Linked DNA regions of Mus musculus: regions 1, 3 and 4 are each linked to region 2. The links are chromatin contacts, called in public ChIA-PET and HiChIP or PLAC-seq maps. All regions are on one chromosome and are shown on one strand. The core of a region is the stretch at or near the end of the contact, and the rest is flanking DNA. Distances in the headings are between cores, read along the strand shown.

Evidence for each region. ChIA-PET counts read pairs in DNA pulled down with a chosen protein or histone mark. HiChIP or PLAC-seq counts read pairs in DNA pulled down with a chosen protein or histone mark.
Region 1: an HNF4G HiChIP or PLAC-seq map of pancreatic cancer cells shows a contact between it and region 2. The contact joins the promoter of Nrf1 here to the promoter of Ube2h in region 2. A contact is called at or near these places in 22 of 39 promoter capture datasets (the 3T3-L1 cell line, 3T3-L1-derived adipocytes, the C10 cell line and 14 more), 5 of 484 Hi-C or Micro-C datasets (CD4 T cells, embryonic stem cells, muscle stem cells and 1 more), 7 of 115 datasets of contacts at active chromatin or transcription factors (VIP interneurons, effector CD8 T cells, extraembryonic endoderm stem cells and 4 more) and 1 of 9 other capture datasets (liver).
Region 3: an RNA polymerase II ChIA-PET map of memory CD8 T cells shows a contact between it and region 2, with 6 read pairs. The contact joins the enhancer-like site here to the promoter of Ube2h in region 2. A contact is called at or near these places in 4 of 115 datasets of contacts at active chromatin or transcription factors (astrocytes, memory CD8 T cells, pro-B cells and 1 more) and 1 of 9 other capture datasets (adipose tissue).
Region 4: a contact with region 2 is called in a FOXA1 HiChIP or PLAC-seq map of pancreatic cancer cells. The contact joins the enhancer-like site here to the promoter of Ube2h in region 2. A contact is called at or near these places in 5 of 39 promoter capture datasets (the 3T3-L1 cell line, cranial neural crest, embryonic stem cells and 1 more), 4 of 484 Hi-C or Micro-C datasets (CD4 T cells, the HPC-7 cell line, bone marrow-derived macrophages and 1 more), 13 of 115 datasets of contacts at active chromatin or transcription factors (astrocytes, cardiomyocytes, embryonic basal ganglia and 9 more) and 1 of 9 other capture datasets (embryonic stem cells).

The regions. Positions count from the first base shown.
Region 1 is chr6:30,045,634-30,049,915 of GRCm38.p6, reverse strand. Nrf1 (nuclear respiratory factor 1) reads right to left here and starts at 1,928. Exons shown (of 12, transcript NM_001164226.1): 1 at 1,803-1,928.
Region 2 is chr6:30,301,731-30,306,685 of GRCm38.p6, reverse strand. It overlaps Ube2h (ubiquitin-conjugating enzyme E2H), which reads left to right and starts at 2,147. Exons shown (of 7, transcript NM_009459.3): 1 at 2,147-2,634. The coding sequence starts at 2,582. 1700095J07Rik (RIKEN cDNA 1700095J07 gene) reads right to left here and starts at 2,071. Exons shown (of 2, transcript NR_166056.1): 1 at 1,597-2,071.
Region 3 is chr6:29,791,230-29,795,532 of GRCm38.p6, reverse strand. The region is part of intron 1 of Ahcyl2 (S-adenosylhomocysteine hydrolase-like 2); the gene reads right to left. Among named protein-coding and RNA genes, the nearest start is that of Ahcyl2, 25 kb to the right of the region's middle. Within about 2 kb of position 2,237, at least 41 of the 459 cell types and tissues checked have an H3K27ac peak or open chromatin away from gene starts, as enhancers often do. A contact at or near this core is called in memory CD8 T cells, where this site is marked.
Region 4 is chr6:29,845,974-29,850,524 of GRCm38.p6, reverse strand. All of the region lies in intron 1 of Ahcyl2 (S-adenosylhomocysteine hydrolase-like 2), which reads right to left. Among named protein-coding and RNA genes, the nearest start is that of Strip2, 69 kb to the left of the region's middle. Within about 2 kb of position 1,499, at least 82 of the 459 cell types and tissues checked have an H3K27ac peak or open chromatin away from gene starts, as enhancers often do. A contact at or near this core is called in bone marrow-derived macrophages, liver and pancreatic cancer cells, where this site is marked.

The sequences.
Region 1 (4,282 bases), core at 679-3,178, 260 kb after region 2:
CAAACAAACAACAAAAGGCTGCCAATGTATTTCAGCAGCAAACGGTCTGCATGGCCAATGCCCTGTTAGATTCCCCAGCAAAGCACAAAAAAATAAAGAGGAAGGGTAACACCTTCCCAAAAATCTACACTCAACAAATTACAGTTAAGTCTGCACCCAAATTAAGTCACTACATCACATTACACATGACGATTATACACTTACTTTGTACTCATTAACTAGCCATATTTCTACTACTTTATAGGGTAACTTGTCAAGAACTTTCAAACAATGTTAGGGAGTCAGGACATAACTAAATGAAAAAGCAAAATCAACACTCATTTAATATATATGTCACCCCTCTTCTCTTCCCCGGAGTGAGGAACAATCCATTAACTTACTGTTTATGACTAAAGGAAAAGGCATTTAAAAGGATCTGCCGAAGATTGGAAAAAGGACCAAAAAGGACCACTCCTCCAAGGACAAAAGCTGTCCCCATTCTCCTACAGAGCACTGTCCCAACTGACAGGTTCACTCCCACCAACTTTCTCCAATAAATGGAGATTTAAACACTAAAATGGAAGTTTTGCTTTGCCTACTTAAAAAAAAAAAAAAATCGGCCCAACCGATACCAACTCTAACATAAGCCATCATCAGTACAAGATACTTTAATGGCAGGGAAGATGGGGATGACCTGCTAACAGCTCCTCCAACTGGTCAGAGCAGATAGCCTTTGAAGCTCTAACAACATTAATGTATGTTTAACATTTTCAAGTTCTGGTGGGTAGTCAGATGCACCGAACAAAGTTTGGGGCCAGCAGCAACGACACAACAGGTGAGAAACAGTGGACATCACTACAGAACATGCAATGGCAAACCCACGAATCCACGAAAGCCTGGGAGATGTGGGAGAGAATCAAGCACAAGACCACCCCAGACCCCCTGTTTTATCCGAGGCAAAGGCTCCGTTCCTTCTTAAGGGGTGCGCCACCTCCCCCTCCTGTCCCCCGGAGACCACCACGCCAGTCCCAGGAAGAACCCAGGCCCCTCGGTGGGTATCTCCGCCGGAGAGGAAAAACACAATGTCGCTCCTTATTTCTGCGTACAAAAGGACTTTGCGCCCTCCTCCTCCTCCTCGAACTGCCGCCTAGGCGCCTCCTCACAACTTGCAAGAAGGTGGGCAGCGCGCCATATTCAGCGCCCCCCAGTCCACCTGGGTAACCATCCCACGCCACCCCGGCGGGAGGGAAGCTTCGGAGGTCGCCCGGCCGAACCACCAGCCTCCTCTCCCGCCAGAGACAGCCACTCCCGCGCCCCGCCCGGCCGCACCGAGCCACCGGCGGGCCAGAGCCGGGAAGAGCCGAGGGGGCGAGCGCCGAGCCGCCGCTCCGGTCCCGCGCAGCCCACCCACCTCCCGCTCCCGGGCCCGGCGCGCTCTCCCGGGCCGCCGGCTCCCGAGCCCGCAGAAGGAAGACCAGGCCCGGGGTTCCACGGCGCGGAGGAGGCCGCGGCCGGGAGAACCCGAGGCGGTAGGGGAGGCCGGAACCCTGGGGCTCTCGGGAGGGCAGCCGCCTCCCTACCGAGCCCGCCAGGACGCCCGGGGCCTAGTGCGGCCTGCGCATCCTCGGGGTGGCGGTTTGGCTGGGCCGGGCCCGGGCCCGGGCCCCCCGCCCCAGGCAGGCCGAATCCGGCGGGGGCCCAGGCCCCGAGCCGGGGGCGGCAGGGTGCCGGCTGCGGGGCGGGCCGGCCGGCCGGCGGGCGGGCGGCGTGTTGCGGCTGCGCCGGGGCTGAAATAGCTGGAGATTGCGCGGTAGGGCACTCACCTCAGAGCGGCTGCGCTACCGTGGGCCTGCGCCGTGGAGACTGCGACCGCGCCGGCTCCTCGCAGCCTCCTGCCACCAGCGGCAATGGCGAGCGCTGCCGCCTCTGCCGCCGCCGCCGCCGCCGAGGAGGGGGAGGGGAGGGAGGAGGCACGCACGCGACGCACGGCTCGGCTTCCCCGCCCGGAGACCGCCATGATGGCGAGGCCAGCACGGCTCTGCGGCTCCGGGGAGGGGGCTCTCGGCGGCGCTCTCTGAGACCCCCGGCCGCCTCGTCGGCCTCTGGTGCGGCTCGGCAGCGCTGGCCGGGGCCCGGACCAGGAGGGCAACCGGCTGAGCAAGTCGCGGACGCGGCGGCGAAGTGGTTCATGCCGCCCAAGATGGTTGCTAATCCGAAGGAGCCCTCCGCTCGGAGCCGAGCGCGGGGAACTGAGACCTCCGCTCCAAAGCGGCTCCCCCACATTTTACTCGGCGCGCCTTTGCGTAGTCGCCTCGACCCCTCTCTGAAATGCGCTTTGTTTCTCTGTTTCAAAGCCCCAACCAGATCTGTAAACGGGGAACTTTGGTACAAAGCAATATGGTAATTTATTCTCTCGTTCCTTAGACCAACATTTCTAAAGGGCCCCTTTCCGTACTGGATGCTGTTATGGGTGCTCCGAAGTGCACCTGTTAGCAAACCAAGGCTCTATTTAATAAAAATAAAAAAGTAAGTTCTTGCCCTTGCTTTCTCGGCGCTTAGATGAAGCAATAGGGTATCCTAGTATGCCTAACAAGTGAGCAGACAGTGGGAAAATGAAAGGTTGGGGACATGGGGTAGTTTGGGTTGCTTTTGTTATGTCATCAGGAGCCCCCATCAGAACCACCGGGAGTCCCAGCTCCAACTGAAACCTAGAATCTGCATTTTTAACACTTCTGGGAGATTTAATGTGCACTAGATAAATGCCCCACATGGTGTCAGAAAACAGCTTAACAAATAAGCAAACATTTTTTTAATTGGATACCTTTGTCTTATGTAGTTTTTTTTTTTTTTTTTTTTTAGTCCAAGACAGGATTTCTCTGTGTAGACCAGGCTGTCCTGGAACTCACTCTGCAGACCAAGCTGACCTCCAACCCAGAGATCATCTGCCTCTACCTCCCCAGTGCTGGGATTAAAGGCGTGTGCCACCACTGCCCAGCTTAACTGAATGCCTTTTTCCCTTAACGGTTTCTTTTCTCTTCCTTCCTTCCTTACTTCCTTCCTTTCTTTTTTTTTCTTTTTCCTTTTTTTTGGTTTTTAGAGACGGTTTCTCTGTGTAGCCCTGGCTTGGCTGTCCAAGAACTCTGTAGACCAGGCTGGCCTCAAACTCAGAAATCTGCGTGCTTCTGCCTCCCCAGTGCTTGGATCAAAGGCGTGCGCCACCACTGCCTGGCACCCTTAATGTTTTCTAAATCAAACCGATATCACTGTCACTACCCATCCCTGTAGGAATAATGTCTGCTCTTTCCTCTTTGCCTCAATGATTTTTTTTTTTTTTTTTTTTTTTTTTTGAGATAGGGTCTCAACTATGTAGCCCAGGATGGCCTGAAACTCACCATAAAGACCAGACTGGCCTGGCCTCTAACTCAGAGATTTTTATCCTGTCCTTGCCTTCCAAGTTCTGGGATTAAAGACATGGACCCTCTGCCTGGCCATCCAATGACATCTTTAAAGCGTTGTTGCCTCTTTCTGACTTTGGTCCAGGCTGCTTTCGTGTGGAGGTGCTGCACTTAGACTCTGAACTGGCTCCCAGACCCTGGACTTGCTCTCCCCAGCCCCTTCTGCACACTTCAACTTGAATGGACTCTTTTCTTCATTTTTTTAAAAAAAAGCAGATCGTAGCTGGGCGTGGTGGCACACGCCTTTAATCCCAGCACTCGGGAGGCAGAGGCAGGTGGATTTCTGAGTTCGAGGCTAGTCTGGTCTACAGAGTGAGTTCCAGGACAGCCAGGGCTATACAGAGAAACCCTGTCTCAAAAAAAAAAAAAAAAAAAAAAAAAAAAAGCAGATTGTGTTGTGTTATTTCCCTGTTTGGGATGTCTAACGTCTAAAATCCTTGAAGGTGGCTTTGAGAACTTTGATGTCCTCACCCACGGTGCCATCTCTGACTTCATCTGCTGCGTCTCTCTCAGGCTACAGAAGAACTGGGAAGCTGTTGGATCATAGAGATCAAGGAATACTACCCCTCTGCTCAGAACATTTCTCACGGCTGTCTTCTCGCGTGCTAGAACTTTCCATCAGAACAGCTTGTTACTCCTTTAGTCTGGACATGGCTTTCATCCCTCATCCCCCAAGCCTGCTTGCTTTGCCTTTCCTTATCATACAGGACTTACCAGCGACATCTGCATTAGCTCCCTTCTCTGTTTACAATGGCCTCAGTAGCCCAAGCTAACCTCCACCTGAGGTTGACCTGTCCTGGCCTCCCAAGTGGTGGGATACCAGACCTGTGCTGCCATGCTCAGTTAAT
Region 2 (4,955 bases), core at 898-3,397:
ACCAAACTAAACCAAAAACCCACCACCACCAACAACCTCCAAAGGACATCATGGTTCTCCTTTGCTAAGACTGCTTCCAGGGCTCACCCTCCGTTACCTGTGGAGGGAGCAGGCTTGCCACCATCAGCGTGGTCTGCAAGTTTCCGTTATGAAACACTTCTCTGGTTAGTCTCCCAAGTTTTTTTGCTCACAGCAGTTGTATCAGTGAGGAGGAAAAGACCATGTAGAATTTTTAAGCCCTAACTCCAGGCCTTTCTTCCTCTAGTGTCCTTTCCTTGACTGTCTGTTCTATATATATGCTGTGGTTTTAGAGACAATGACCACAGGTCCTCTAGGTGCCACTGTGTGTGTGGTGGAGGAGCAGAGAGCACACAGCTCCTGCCTTTTGGGCATAGGACTTTATAAATGCACTTAACAGTCAGATAGGTGTCTCGAAATTGAGACATCTTTTGGAATCTTGACGGCAGAGCTTTTCTGACTTTGGCCAGCATCGGAAACATCCGGGGTACTTGTTAAAGACAAGGCTATTTAGGCCTCACCCCAGACCTTCTGAATTCCCAGCAGCAGTTCCTGGACTCTGTGTGAGCTTAACAAGCTCCCCAGGTGATTCTGAGGTGTTGGGCCAAGCTTGAAAACCACTGTCTTAGCACAGGGGAGGGAGGTAATCAGGCAAAGGAGGCTGGGGGAGCCACTCTAGGAAAGCTGGTAGGGGCAATAACACCCTAGGGAGTCTGGTGCAGACAGTGAGAAAGACAAATCTTGTTTTGTTTTGTTTTCTTCCTTCAATGAAGTGATCAGATAAAGGTGGCTAGAAGTCTTTTCATACCCGTCTGCTGACAGATTTCTCCTAGGAGAAAGCAATGGATAGTCTTTTTTTCTCCCCAGAACATAGAGTGGAAGTTACCAGGGGCTGGTGGGATGGGGAGGAGGGGTTATTCTTTTAAGGGCACATGATTTCTGTCTGGATTGATGAAAAGGTTCAGGAAATGAGCACTAGTCATACTTGCACAATATTTAATGGTTTTTTGCTGTTGCATTGAATATTTAAATATGGTTAACATTGTATATTTTATATGTATGTTACAACTAAAAAAAAAAAAATAGCTGGCATTTTGAAGGGTAGAAAGATAGGAGCAAATGATCTTCAATTTAGCCCTCAGTACCTGACCTGACAAAGTCCAAGTGTGTGTCATAGAGAAAAGACAATAGATAAAGCTTTTGAGGATACTTGGCACTATTCTGCCTCTTTTACCTTGTTGCTCCTTAGGTTTACAGTACTTTTGAGCCCTGTAGAGCAGTATATCTCAGACTTCACTGTTCAGGGAACTGTCTGAGAACTTAGTTCAACTGCATATGTTAATTGAGTAGGCCTAAGGCCCTTCTAGAGGCATTCCTTCCTAGTTCTCAAATGATGCTGACACTCTGGTCCATTCTGGGAGAGCTGTGTAAATTTCATCTTCATCTACACTGTATCCTCAGAGTCATGAACTGATATAGGAGTTCAGAGGGCAGAACTGTGTCTTTGTTCTGCATTATAACTTATTTAGGGTGCTTCTATCAGTCACCTTTGTGATTTTAAAAAGGACCTCAACTTACCTCAAATTCTGTAGAATGAGGATGTTAGTATCAAATTATTTCTGTTCTTTGCTGCTTCTACTGCAGTTCCGGAGTTGTTGACCTTGTTTGCATAGAGGGTAAATGAACCCTGTTTGCAAGCTCTGGGGAAGCCTTACTGTAGTCTAAATCCCTGCAAACCAATTCCCTCTGAAGAGGGAGCAGAGTGGAGAGAACATGCTGGTGTGGGAATTTCCAGATTTGGACGCCAGTCTGAGTAATTGCCACTTTGGCCTCCTCCATATCCAAACAGCCTTTGCAGCACTGTTGAGAGGGTGGTACATAAAGTATGAATGTAATCATACTGCCATTATTTACTACCGTCGTTTATGTTGATGGTAACGACACTGGCAGTTGATCGATGAAGTGTGTGAGGAGGTTGGGGGAGGGGGCGGAGGGAATGCACGATGGCAGGAGAAAGAGGAACTACATCTCCCAGAACTCCCCTGACAAGCTTACACCGCGACGACGATGCTCCTCCCCTCCCACCGGCGCCCCGCCCCTCAGATGACGTCACAGAGGTGACATCACGGCGCCTAGAGCGAGGCTAGGGTAGAGAGGCCGACCGAGCTGGAGTCGTCGGCTTGTGGAGGAAGCAGCTGGGAGCTGGCGAGAGCGTGAGCGAGCGGGCGGGCAGGCGAACGAGCTAGCGCAGGCGGGAGGGAGCGGCGCACGGCGCGGAGCAGCGGCAGCCCGGGCCGCGGCGGAGCCTCAGTCGGAGGGCAGCCCGAGCGGGCGCCTCGGTCCCCGCCCCCACTCGGCGGGGCAGTGCCCGGTGTTCCCCCGTGCGGGGGGCGGCGGCTGAGCGGACCCCACGGGACCGCGCGGGTGTTGCCACCTCGGCCGAGGAGCCGGCGAGGCCGCGGGGCCCTGCGAGCTGGGCCCGGAGCCCGTGACAGACGGGCCAAGGAGGGGAGAGAGGCGGCGGCGGCGCAGGCGACGGGGAGGCAGCGGCAGCGGCGACACCATGTCATCCCCCAGTCCCGGCAAGAGGCGGATGGACACGGACGTAGTCAAGCTGTATCCTTCATGGAGGGGAATTCGGACTGCGTGTGGGGCGGGTGGGGGTGCCCACTCGAGGGCTCCGGGGCACTCCAGGCCACTGGCCGCGCCTCCCCTCCCTCCCCCAGTGCCTACGGCGGCCCCTTGGCACCTCCCCGGAGCCGAGGGCTTTTTCAGTCCCCCTTTATCTGCAGCCCCCCGAGATGTGCGTTGTTCTTCGCCTTCCTTGCACTCCCCCCCCACCCCCAGCCCCTGACTTTCCCTCTACGACGTTTGGATTCCTAAGACGGCCCTTTCTTAGGGGTGTGTGTGGGGGTATAACTAGACGCCTCCTTCGTCACCGGGAGCTCATCTTCAGGGTCTTTGCTTCCTGTTTGCTAGCTTTGGGTTTATGGGTTCATTATAGAAATTCCTGAGAGGGAAGCCTTTCTCTCTCTCTCTCTTTCTCTCTCTCTCGGGTGTCCCTGTTCCTTCCAGTCACAGTGCTGCTTAAACTGGGGTAACTCAAGCAACCTTCTTTATCCCTAATTCCTTTCTATATTAGGAAGAGAGTAGCCTGCCCAGGGCCCCCTCTTGTAATAAAGAGCTCCGTGTGTTTTAAATCAGACACTCCTGTTAAGCCTTCTGGTCTGGAGAACCTTCCTGTTTTTCTTTCTACTCACAAAGCCTATCCCACTCATAGTGCATGCAGTGAGGACCCCCAGGCCCTCTTAGCAGGCAGGCCACCCTCCATATTGTGGAACTGACAGCTGGGACGAAGGAGAGAAAGGAGCTCCCCGAACAAAATAGCCACTTGAGCAAAACTCCCTCTGAGGATATGGTTCTTGGGGACTGCTTGCCCTGATCTGGGCCAAGTGACACCTTTTATTTTCTACCCCTTCCCCCAGCTTTATATACACCCGAGGTTGCAGTGGGAGAGCTGTAACTGATAAGAGTCCTCCAGGCAGTGGTTTTGGTTGGAATCCAGGCTGATTTTTTTTTGCATGACCAGTAGAGAAATTCGCGAAGGTTCCTAAGGCAAATCGAGCATTTAAAAAAATGTTTTTATTTTTTGAGGGTGGGGGTGAGAGCCCAGTGTTGTAAATAGCTGATCCCCAGGGAGAGGGTGAGGGGGGGCGGTAGTGTGTGAAAGGCTGTTAACAAGTCTTGTCTCCTGTTTCTCTTTTCTGCCTCGCCCCCATCCCCCAACCATTTCCCCCGTTGCAGGATTTTGTTTATATAACTCAAGTTGTTTGTCTAGATTCTTCAGGTAATTCCTTCTCTTACTTGTTGCTGTTTTTTATTTTTTTATTTTTCCTAAACATCAGTGGTGGTTGTCAAAAACTCAGTTATGGAATTTGCTGAAGTTTTTAAAAGTAGTTTTTGCTTAGGATTTTAACTTGGGGGATGGGAGGAAAGTTGCCTAGGCAAGAGTTTTCTTTTTCATTTTCTTTCTTTTTTTTTTTTTTTTTGTGACATCTTTTCAAGAATAAGAAGGTATTTTTTCTCTTTGCCCAGGGGAGAGCTGGCTAGAAATTAAGAATAGTGGTTAGACTCGCAAGTTTTAGGGTTTGAAATCTAGAATTTGGGGGAAGGGCAGTAGTAGGAAGGACTAGAGTGAAGCCAGTAAGAAAGAGTATTACGCTAGATACACACCTAGGCAAATGTGACATCTACTCTTTTATGGGCTGTTTGTGGCTGTGATTGTTTTGTAAATGCATGAATGATACCGGAATGCTGGCTTTTCATACCGCAGGAAAACTTGTAACCATGGCTCTGTACATTCTACACAAAGCAGTTGGGGGGGTATTTTTGTTTAGAAACTAGGAAATGACATGGTGCTAGACTTAGGAGTTTTTTTTGTCTTGAATTGAGAGTTTGAGAGTTACCATCACACCTAATGCAAATTTCACCCTAATGTATAATTGGGATGGAGTGGGGGAGAGAATTCCAGCTGTTTTTGATCGATGTCAGATCCTCAAATTACGTTCATATATAGATTTCTGAAAGATTGAGGATAAAGAGTGAGGCCTAACTTGACCTGATGCCTTTTCCATACAGTGCCTTTTGTTCACGTAGTAGTTGTGGCATCTAGAATGATTACCGCATTTAGGAGTCCGGGTGTGTGGGGGGGTGACTAGTGGGGGGGGGCAGCGAGGGAGAGGGAAACAAAGAACAGCGGGGTGTCTCTCTTCCCCCTCTCCCTAAGTGGCTTATTTCATAGCTTATTTTTAGTAGAAGATGAAGAAAGGCAAAGATGCACTGGCTTCTGTTCTTTCCCCACCTCCCTTGCTGACAAAGAAAGCAGGGCTCTTTAAAACTGTAGATTTCTGAGATAAGAGGATAACAGTTTTGATTTG
Region 3 (4,303 bases), core at 988-3,487, 510 kb after region 2:
CATGGACCTAAGCCTTTGTATACTGTAGACAAGTGTTACTCCACTGAGTTACATCCATCCCCAGCTCACTCGCGTCCATTTTTCTCTAAGATTTTTTTCTTTACCTTTTTCTAAGTTCATTTATGAGATTTAAAATAATGTTTATTATATTTATCTGGCATCTGCCTAAAAATCTTAACTATTCACCCTTTTATCAAATGATAAGTATTTAATAAGGAGGGGCACAAAAAAAAGGAAACTTGACTATAAACAATTTTTCTCTGCCTTTTATCTAAGATGGGATAGAGGGCCCAGAGATCTAAGGGTTTCTTTTACTCCGATTCTAACTGAAGGAATAGATAGTGCTTGACCATCCTGCCATAACAGCTTTGTTCCCTAGTAACTAAATGGAAGGGGTGGACAGGCAAAAGTAGTTCTAACAACTCATAGATAAGAAGGCAGAATCGCTTAGGCAGATCAGGTTTTACAATGAGGAGGGTTGAAGGAACTGCAAACCAAAGTATTAAAATACACCTAATAGTCTCTTATGTCCCTTAACTTATTTTTCAGTAAACGTTTGACCTTCTACCAAGTAATGTAAAATATAAGTCTGACTGGATAATTATAAAACCCTTTAACTCAGGACTTCCCATCAGCACTGAATATTACTCAGAAAAGAAAAAAGGAGGAGCTCGTGGTCCAGGGCTCGCCTAGACCGTGGGTTCCCTGCAGAAACAAAGAGGGAAAATGGGAAGTGAAATTAACTCGGGGGAGACAGCAAGATGGCTCAGCAGTGAAAAAGGCTTGACACAAACCCAGTGACTAAAGTTCAATTTCCAGAATCTACAATGGAAAGGAAGTAACTCTCAAAAAGTTGTCCCCTGACCTCCACAGGCAGGAAGCGGTACACACAAGCCATGTCATACAACAATGAACAACAAATATAAACAAAAATACCTTTTAATGTTCATTTCAAAAACTAAATACTGTATTTTGTTGATATGTGCTATATGTGTGTATTAAATGAAAAAAAGACATAAATATAAATTAAGAACCAAATAAAATTATCAGGTAAGATAGGTATAAACACCATAAACTTTAAAAATATAGAATACACAGCCAGACACAGTGGTCCATGCCTTTAATCCCAGCACTCAAGAAGCAAAGGTACCTCTGTTTGGGGCTGTAATTCCCAGTCCTACTACTCGAGCATTTTATTAATACTTTCTATATCCTGTGAACTTTATGCCAGCTTATCCAGTTTCCTTACTAGTCCCCTCTATTTAGATGTCCCACAAACACCTCAAGTTCAACATAATTAAATTAAGCTATCTTCTATTATTGATACCTCCTGTATTGATCAACTCACCACCCACTCAAATGGTAGACAACTGTAGATTTCTGAGTATTTCTTTCTGTTTTCCCTTTCTTATTCCTATTCACAATGAACAAAGACTGGTGTGTCTGAAGACAGCTATTGTGTACAAGTAAAATAAAATAAATCTTTAAAAAAAAAAAAAAAGAGCCAGGCGTGGTGGCGCACACCTTTAATCCCAGCACTTGGGAGGCAGAGACAGGCAGATTGCTGAGTTCGAGGCCAGCCTGGTCTACAGTGTGAGTTCCAGGACAGTCAGGGCTACACAGAGAAACCCTGTCTCAAAAAAACAAAAACAAAAAAAAAAAACAAAAAAAGTTCAAGCCCATCCTGGGTTATATAAGGAGCCAAACCTTTGTAACAAGGCCCCCGTCTCAAAAAATAATCAGATAAAGGAAAGTGAAAGAAGAGAGGGAGAGGAAGAAGAAAGGAAAGAGGGGAGGAAATGCATAGCTCACTTCTGAACAGCTTTCAGAGAAACACTGTGTAGATTCTACCATGCCTCATTTCCTTCTGGCACAATAAGAAAGCCTCAAATCATAGACTTATCTCCAGCCTGAATCCTGGAACAAAACTACACTAAAGACATCAGCATATGCAAAAAACAAACCATGTTTAATAACTACTGACATCTGGGAGCTGCTTGTGACCACAACATAACAAAGACAAAAATTATTTATATGGTACATCATAAGATGACAAGCTCATTTGGTTTTAATCAGATTTCCTACAACTGTTATTCCTGCCTTTCCAATCCACCCTAAGACTTAACTGTATTCACCTGCCTCTGCCTTTCAAGTGCTGGCACTGCAGGTGTGTCCATGACCAGCCCAAGAAACTTTGAACAGAATTCTTCTGAAGAGGATTATGTAAGCCTACACAATGACTCCTAACTGCCTACCTATTCTTCCCTCAACCTCACCACAGAAGGCCTGAGATCCTCTACTAGGCCCTATCTTGCTCTAGTGAATACTTAATATTATCTCTCCAACTATAAATCTGACCTCCTTGAGAACAGAATATACCTTGCTCATCTCTGATGTCCAAATATCTACCAATGCAATAAATAAATTAATATGAAAATTATACCACTTATTGAGCTAGGCATGGTGGTACATGCCTTTAATCTTAGCCCTGGAGAGGCAGGGACAAACAGATCTCTGTGAGATCAAAGCCAGTCAGGATAGAGACCTTATCCCCCACCTCACCCCCCCAAAAGAAAGAATGAGAAAAGAAAGAAAAAAGATAAAAGAAAATTATACCACTTATAAAAACACTAATTGTATTTTTTCCAGCAAGGGTATATACAAAAATATAAGATATGACTCTATCATGTTAAAAAAAATTATAGAAAATTTAACCTATTTAAGTAACTCTTGATTTGCTTCTATCTTTATTTTCTGAGAATAATTATGGCACATCTCTATAATGAGAGCACTGGGAAGGGTGACACAGAAGGATCCTCAGCTTGGGCAACATAATGAGATTCTGTATGAAGAAGAGGAGAGCATTTAAACAAACAAACAAACAAACAAACAAACTTTAAACTCTAGAATAAAATAGAATATACATGGCTAAGAGCAAAGTAGACCATGAATGGGGGCGGGGGTGGTCAATGAAAGAGCAGGAGGAGCAGGGAATAGCTTATAGTAAGTGCAGGTCTCTGAATCCAGACAATTACACCCTCAAGCAATGAGAACTTCAAAGAAAAGTAGTAACAGAACTGAAAATAAGAGCATTCAACTTAAATTTCTAATTCCAAAGGAAAAAGAAGACTATGGTCTTTAACATGGATTAAGAGAGTTTAACAGAAATATCAAATCTAAATAACGATTGTTATGCTAGTCAGTTCTTAAGTTCACTACTAATTAAAATTAAAATATCATTCTCAGATTAATAATCAACGATTTAATCTCAATTTGGATAGGAGTATCTAATGTTGCTATAGAATTTGAACTCACTTTAGATGTTTACCACAACCTTGAAGAATTTTGCTAATGATTATAAGGCTATCAATAAAGGTTAAGTGATAGCATGGAACAGTAAAAAAAAAAAAAAAAAATCACATATGCACAAGTAGAAATAGGCTGAAAATGAAGAGCTCAATATCAACTTCAGCACGAGAGATCAACTTAAAAAGCTGGGCTAGAGAAATACCTCAGTGCCTAAAAGAACTGGTTGCTGTTCCAGGACACCTAAGTTCAAAGTCCTAGCATCCACATGATGGCTCACAACCATTTGTAACTCTGCTTCTAGAGTATCCAATGCCCTCTTTGGAGCTCCACTAGGCACCAGGCATGCAGGTTATATATGGCTGTATATATAGGCAAACACGTATACTCATAATAAAGTTTAAAAAGTTACAAGTTAATATAATCAACTGATAATAGTACAGTGATATGAACAAGAAAGAAAATTGTTATTGGTTAAGCAGTATCTTGGAATATGACCTCTTATTTGGGAGATATTACCTATAGATAATAAATAGGGTCAGAAGAGGATCATCAGGATAGTTTAATGGATCTGATAAGTAAAACCATATGAAGAACCACTAAGAGAATCAAGAATGAAATGCCTCCAAACAGAAACTGGAGACAGCTTACACTAGCAGCTTGACAGCACACCTGAAAACTCTACAACAGAAAGAAGCAAACACACCCAAAAGGAGTAAAGGGCAGGAAATAATCAAACTCAGAGCTGAAATCAACCAAATAGAAACAAAAAGAACTATACAAAGAATCAACAAAAACAGGAGATGGTTCTTTGAGAAAATCAACAAGATAGATAAACCCTGAGCCAGAATAACCAGAGGGCACAGAGACAGTATCCAAATTAATAAAATCAGAAATGAAAAGGGAGGCCTGGAGAAATGGCTCAGTGTTAAGAGCACTGACTGCTCTTCTGGCAGTCATGGGTTCAATTCCCAGCAACCACATGGTGGCTCACAAC
Region 4 (4,551 bases), core at 250-2,749, 460 kb after region 2:
GAGTGACGCAGACTCCACACATGACTATACTACAACAGCATTTAGGTGAGGGGCTAGCAAGCTCAACAAACTAGACTAACTCTAGAAGCCATCTATATCACAACTCAAGAAGCTTGCTTTAATTCCAAAAACAGCTAAACATCCTGTATGCCAGCTGTGTTCCTACCAGTGGTGACTTCACAGAACAATCACAACCTCTGAGGCTATGCCAAATAACCCAAAGTCAGAGCAAGCACATGCTCACAGTGGAAAAGGCATCAAGGTAGGACTTCTGGAGGTCAAAGTCAGAAAGCACACACATAGAGAAGTCACTATGTGTACAAGCTTCAAGCATTTGGAACCTAGAGCCACAAGGCACAGGGCAATGAATTAGAAAATCCTCGAAGATTGTTCCTGTGACTTCCTATGTCTTGGGCAAATCACCTGATGACTCTCATGACAAACTGAGGGGAAAAGTGGACTATGAAAAGATCCAAACATTCAAGCCCAACATTCAGTATTTCTGATCCACTTAGTGTCTCTGAGGCCATAAGAAAATGCAGTCATGATTCTTTAGTCACAGAAGCTATTGGTTATTAAAGGCTAAAGTTCCTAGCCACCTGGGTTCAAAGATCAATCTACTTAGTTATGAGGTTGGTTTGAATTGGTAGGCCTCAGATGTCCCATACCTGGTTATGGTTTGGATGTGTCGAAGACTTGGTGACCAGATTGTGGTGACCAGCAAAGTGCTCATATGACCATGGATGAAAATCTGAAACCATGACACAAAATGACCTTCTCCTTTATAAGCTGTTTGTGTCAAACATCTTGTCAGAACAGGATGCTACCACGCCTCCTCAAGCTTGAAATGCCAATGATAGCAGGACTTGAGCCCTCCCTCCCGTCTCCCATCCTCACTCATGGGAGGACTCTCACCTCTCAGTTTCCTCATGTTCTGAAACTGGTGAAGATTTAACAGGCTTTAGGTTAGCTCCAACACTTTCTGGGCTATCATCAGGCAAACCAAATACTTTTTAAAGCCTTTGTTACCTCATCTGTTAAAACATGATAACAATACTATTCTTATAACGTTGGTTTTTAAAAAGGTTTTATGTGTGTGAGTATTTGCTTGTATATATGTACATGCACTGTATGTGTCCAGTGCCCGGGGAAGCCAGGGAGGGCAGCAGATCCCCTAGAACTAGAATTATAGATGGCGTAAGCTGCCATCTTGGTAGTGGGAACCAAACCTGGGTACTTAAAGGAGTAAGTGCTCTTAACTGTTGAGCCATTGTTCTAGGCCTTATATTTTTAAAATAAAGATTAATATGCATGTTTACATAAACCCAGTACCAGGAAGCTACACTGGCCTTAACCAGGTATAGCAGAGTAGCATTAGACTGCCTGGCCAAGCCTCTCCACTCACTGTGTAACTTGAACAATTACCTAGTCTCCTTGTGCCTATTTACTCCTCTGTTAAAGGGAAGTTTTGAGAGGATCAAGTAAGTTAATAAGTAAACAGCAGAGTAGGGCACAGGGGCGATGACTCACTGGGTAGTGAGCTTCCTGCCAAGCCTCACAACCTCAGCTCAATGTCTGTAATCCAAATATCCAAACGGTGCAAGGAGAGGACCCACCCCGGGAAGCTGTCCTCTGACCTCCATACAAGTACCACTGCACATATTTTACACACACACACAAACACACACACACACACTCACACACCCCAAACAAACAAACAAAATGATAAATGAAAACAAAACAAAAAAGCAGAACCAGACGTAGTGACCCACATCAGTAATCCCACAGTCAGGAGGCAGGGCTGGAGAATATGGCTAGGCTATATGAAACCTTGTATTAAAACAAATAAAAATGGTAAAAAGTACTCAAAAGAGCAAGGACAGCTGGATGCTCCTAGGGCGGTATGAACTTTACTATTATTGCTATTATTCCACCTGTGGAGGCCCACAGAGATGCTGAATTCACTTACATATACACGACTGTCAGTACCTTCTTTATTTTAAATCTCATCAAATCACTTTCTTCTTTATAATGCTCCAAAACTGCCTTACTTTACTCAAAACGAAGTCCCAAGGAGCATTATAAAGGAGCATGCCCGAAGCTCACTCGCCTGGTCGCAGCAGTACAGCAGCAAGACACAAGAGGATTCTTGTCTCAAAACAAACATAGAAGGCAAGAACTGAGTTTGGAAAGTTGTTCTTTGACCTCCCCACACATGCTATGGCAAGCATATATATGTGTGCACTCACATACCATACACATACACAAATAAAAAGGTTAAACATAGACTCAAGTCCACAAATTACTAAATAACCCCTGTCATAGTCCACATTAATATGGATATGGCAGTTGGTCATATTTGCTTATTTCCACACTAGAGTTTAAGCTCTCCCTGAGATTAGCGTCTTATTCCTGTATTTCAGGTGGTTAACGCTTACAAGACAAACAGTGAATGCAAGCTGCTGAGAGAAGATGATTCTAGGACAGGGACCTCAGAGGGAAGGAGAAGGAAAGGAGACAGGTGTGAGGAAGAAGTGACAAGGCAAACAGAAACAGGCATAACCAAGCTGTGACCAGGGAGGCAGCTGTGTACCCTCCTGCCACTTACTAATCCAACCAGGTCTCTCAGATAAGCAATTAAGCCGTTAGAGACTGCAGTACACTTGAGCACCCAGCTACTGTATTCCCTTCCTGTTACGTCTTTTAACCTGGGAGTGGAGTGTGGACTTAAACCCACAATTCTCCTGACATAGCAAATTCAGACATACTTAGGTCAGGGTTCAGTCCGCCTCAAACCTGCCTCCAAGAAAAGTCAAGGTTTATCTTAAAACTTCTGAAACCCTAAAAAAAACAGAATGAGAAAGAATTTACATTCAGCATTCTTATGGGATTGGGCACTGAAAGTGGCAGGTAAAAATACTGAAGTGTGTGGTTATTAAATGTCAAATGCATAGTTTTTACTATAGTCTTTCCTTTTAAATAAACTTTCTAGAAACATAATTTATCTACATAAAAAGTACACTGGCACACACGTTTAATCTCAGCTCTCAGGAGGCAGAGGCAGGCAGATCTCACAAGTTCAAGGTCAGCCTGGTCTACAAACTGAGTCCAAGACAGCCAGGGCTACACAGAGAAACCATATGTGACAAATACCAAAACAAAACAAAACAAAACAAAAAACAAATCAAAAGGTTGTAGCTTGATAAAATTTTAGAAGTCACTACACCTACATCTCACTCATAGATAAGAACATTTTCAATACCAGAGTTATCTAGGTTAGGGTAGCAGTGTAGCTTTGTAGTAGACTGCTCGCTGACAATGCACATGTGTAAGCCCAGAAGTCAGTATCTGAGAAATGAACAACTAACTTCCTTTAGACCCCACAGCACTGACTGATTTAAGGTAGAGATGAAACACCTGTCTGTGATTTTTTTTCTTTTTTTTTTTTTTTTTCCATTTAGATCAGGTCTAACTACATAGTCTTGGATGGCCTGGTACTGGCTGTATGGCAATTCAGCCTCCTGATTTCTAGGATAAAGGCATATAACATTACAGCCAGTTTTGTCTTTGCCTTTTAATAATACTTTGGGGAACCTTAAGTGTTTGGAAATCCCTTGTAATCAACATATATTAAGTAGCGTTTTTCCCTCAACAGTAGGGGGTGGAGACTGGCTCCAGGATGCCCTTCCCCCATCAAAATCTGATAAGTAAATGGTCTTGTATTTATATAGAACACACATCTTCTTATAATCCATCTCTAGGTAGTTCATAATAATTAATAAAAAGTAAAAGCCATGTAGCAGTTATACTGTATTGTTTGAGGAATAATGATAAGAGATAAAGTCAAATTATTCAGACACAACTTTTATTTTACTATCTTCGGTCTGCAGACGGTGAATCCACAAATGTATCCTTGGGGAGTACAGTGGTGCTGCTGAGAACCACTATTTGCATTATGAGACTAACAAGACTTAATGGTTCCAAAATTGCTGGCACATTTTCTAATTTTCTACATTAAGGATATACAACATTGCTCATCTATTAAGAGAAAAATAAATGTGTAGTAGACAAAATAATGCCAATAATATATTTACATTATTAGATATAATTATATATTAGCATGCAATATATTTATTTATAACAGGAGGAGAACAGGAGTAAACATAGAGAACTTTGTGGTGGTAAGGGGATGAAAGAATTACATCTAAAATAGGTCTCCCCTTCTACACTATGAACCATGAGACAATACATCAACGTGAAGGGAGGGGACTGTAAGAGAACTAAGCTGGTAGGTAAAGACACTGGTTTAATGAAAGAGAAGTGGCAGATAGTAATTGGAGGTAGGTAAGGAGCAGCCAAGCCAGTTTCTAAGTAGGGCAGCAATCTCTGCAGAATGGTGTGATAAAAACACTCTCAGGGAAGATGGCGCTGTGATACTTTCAAGGGAGAGTGCAGCAGCCAGAAATGAGAACAATTTAAGGTCAATCTTAAAGCAGCCAGTCTGGTTCTCCAGATTATCCGGAAGAAAACGAAACGACAGACATGAGAAAT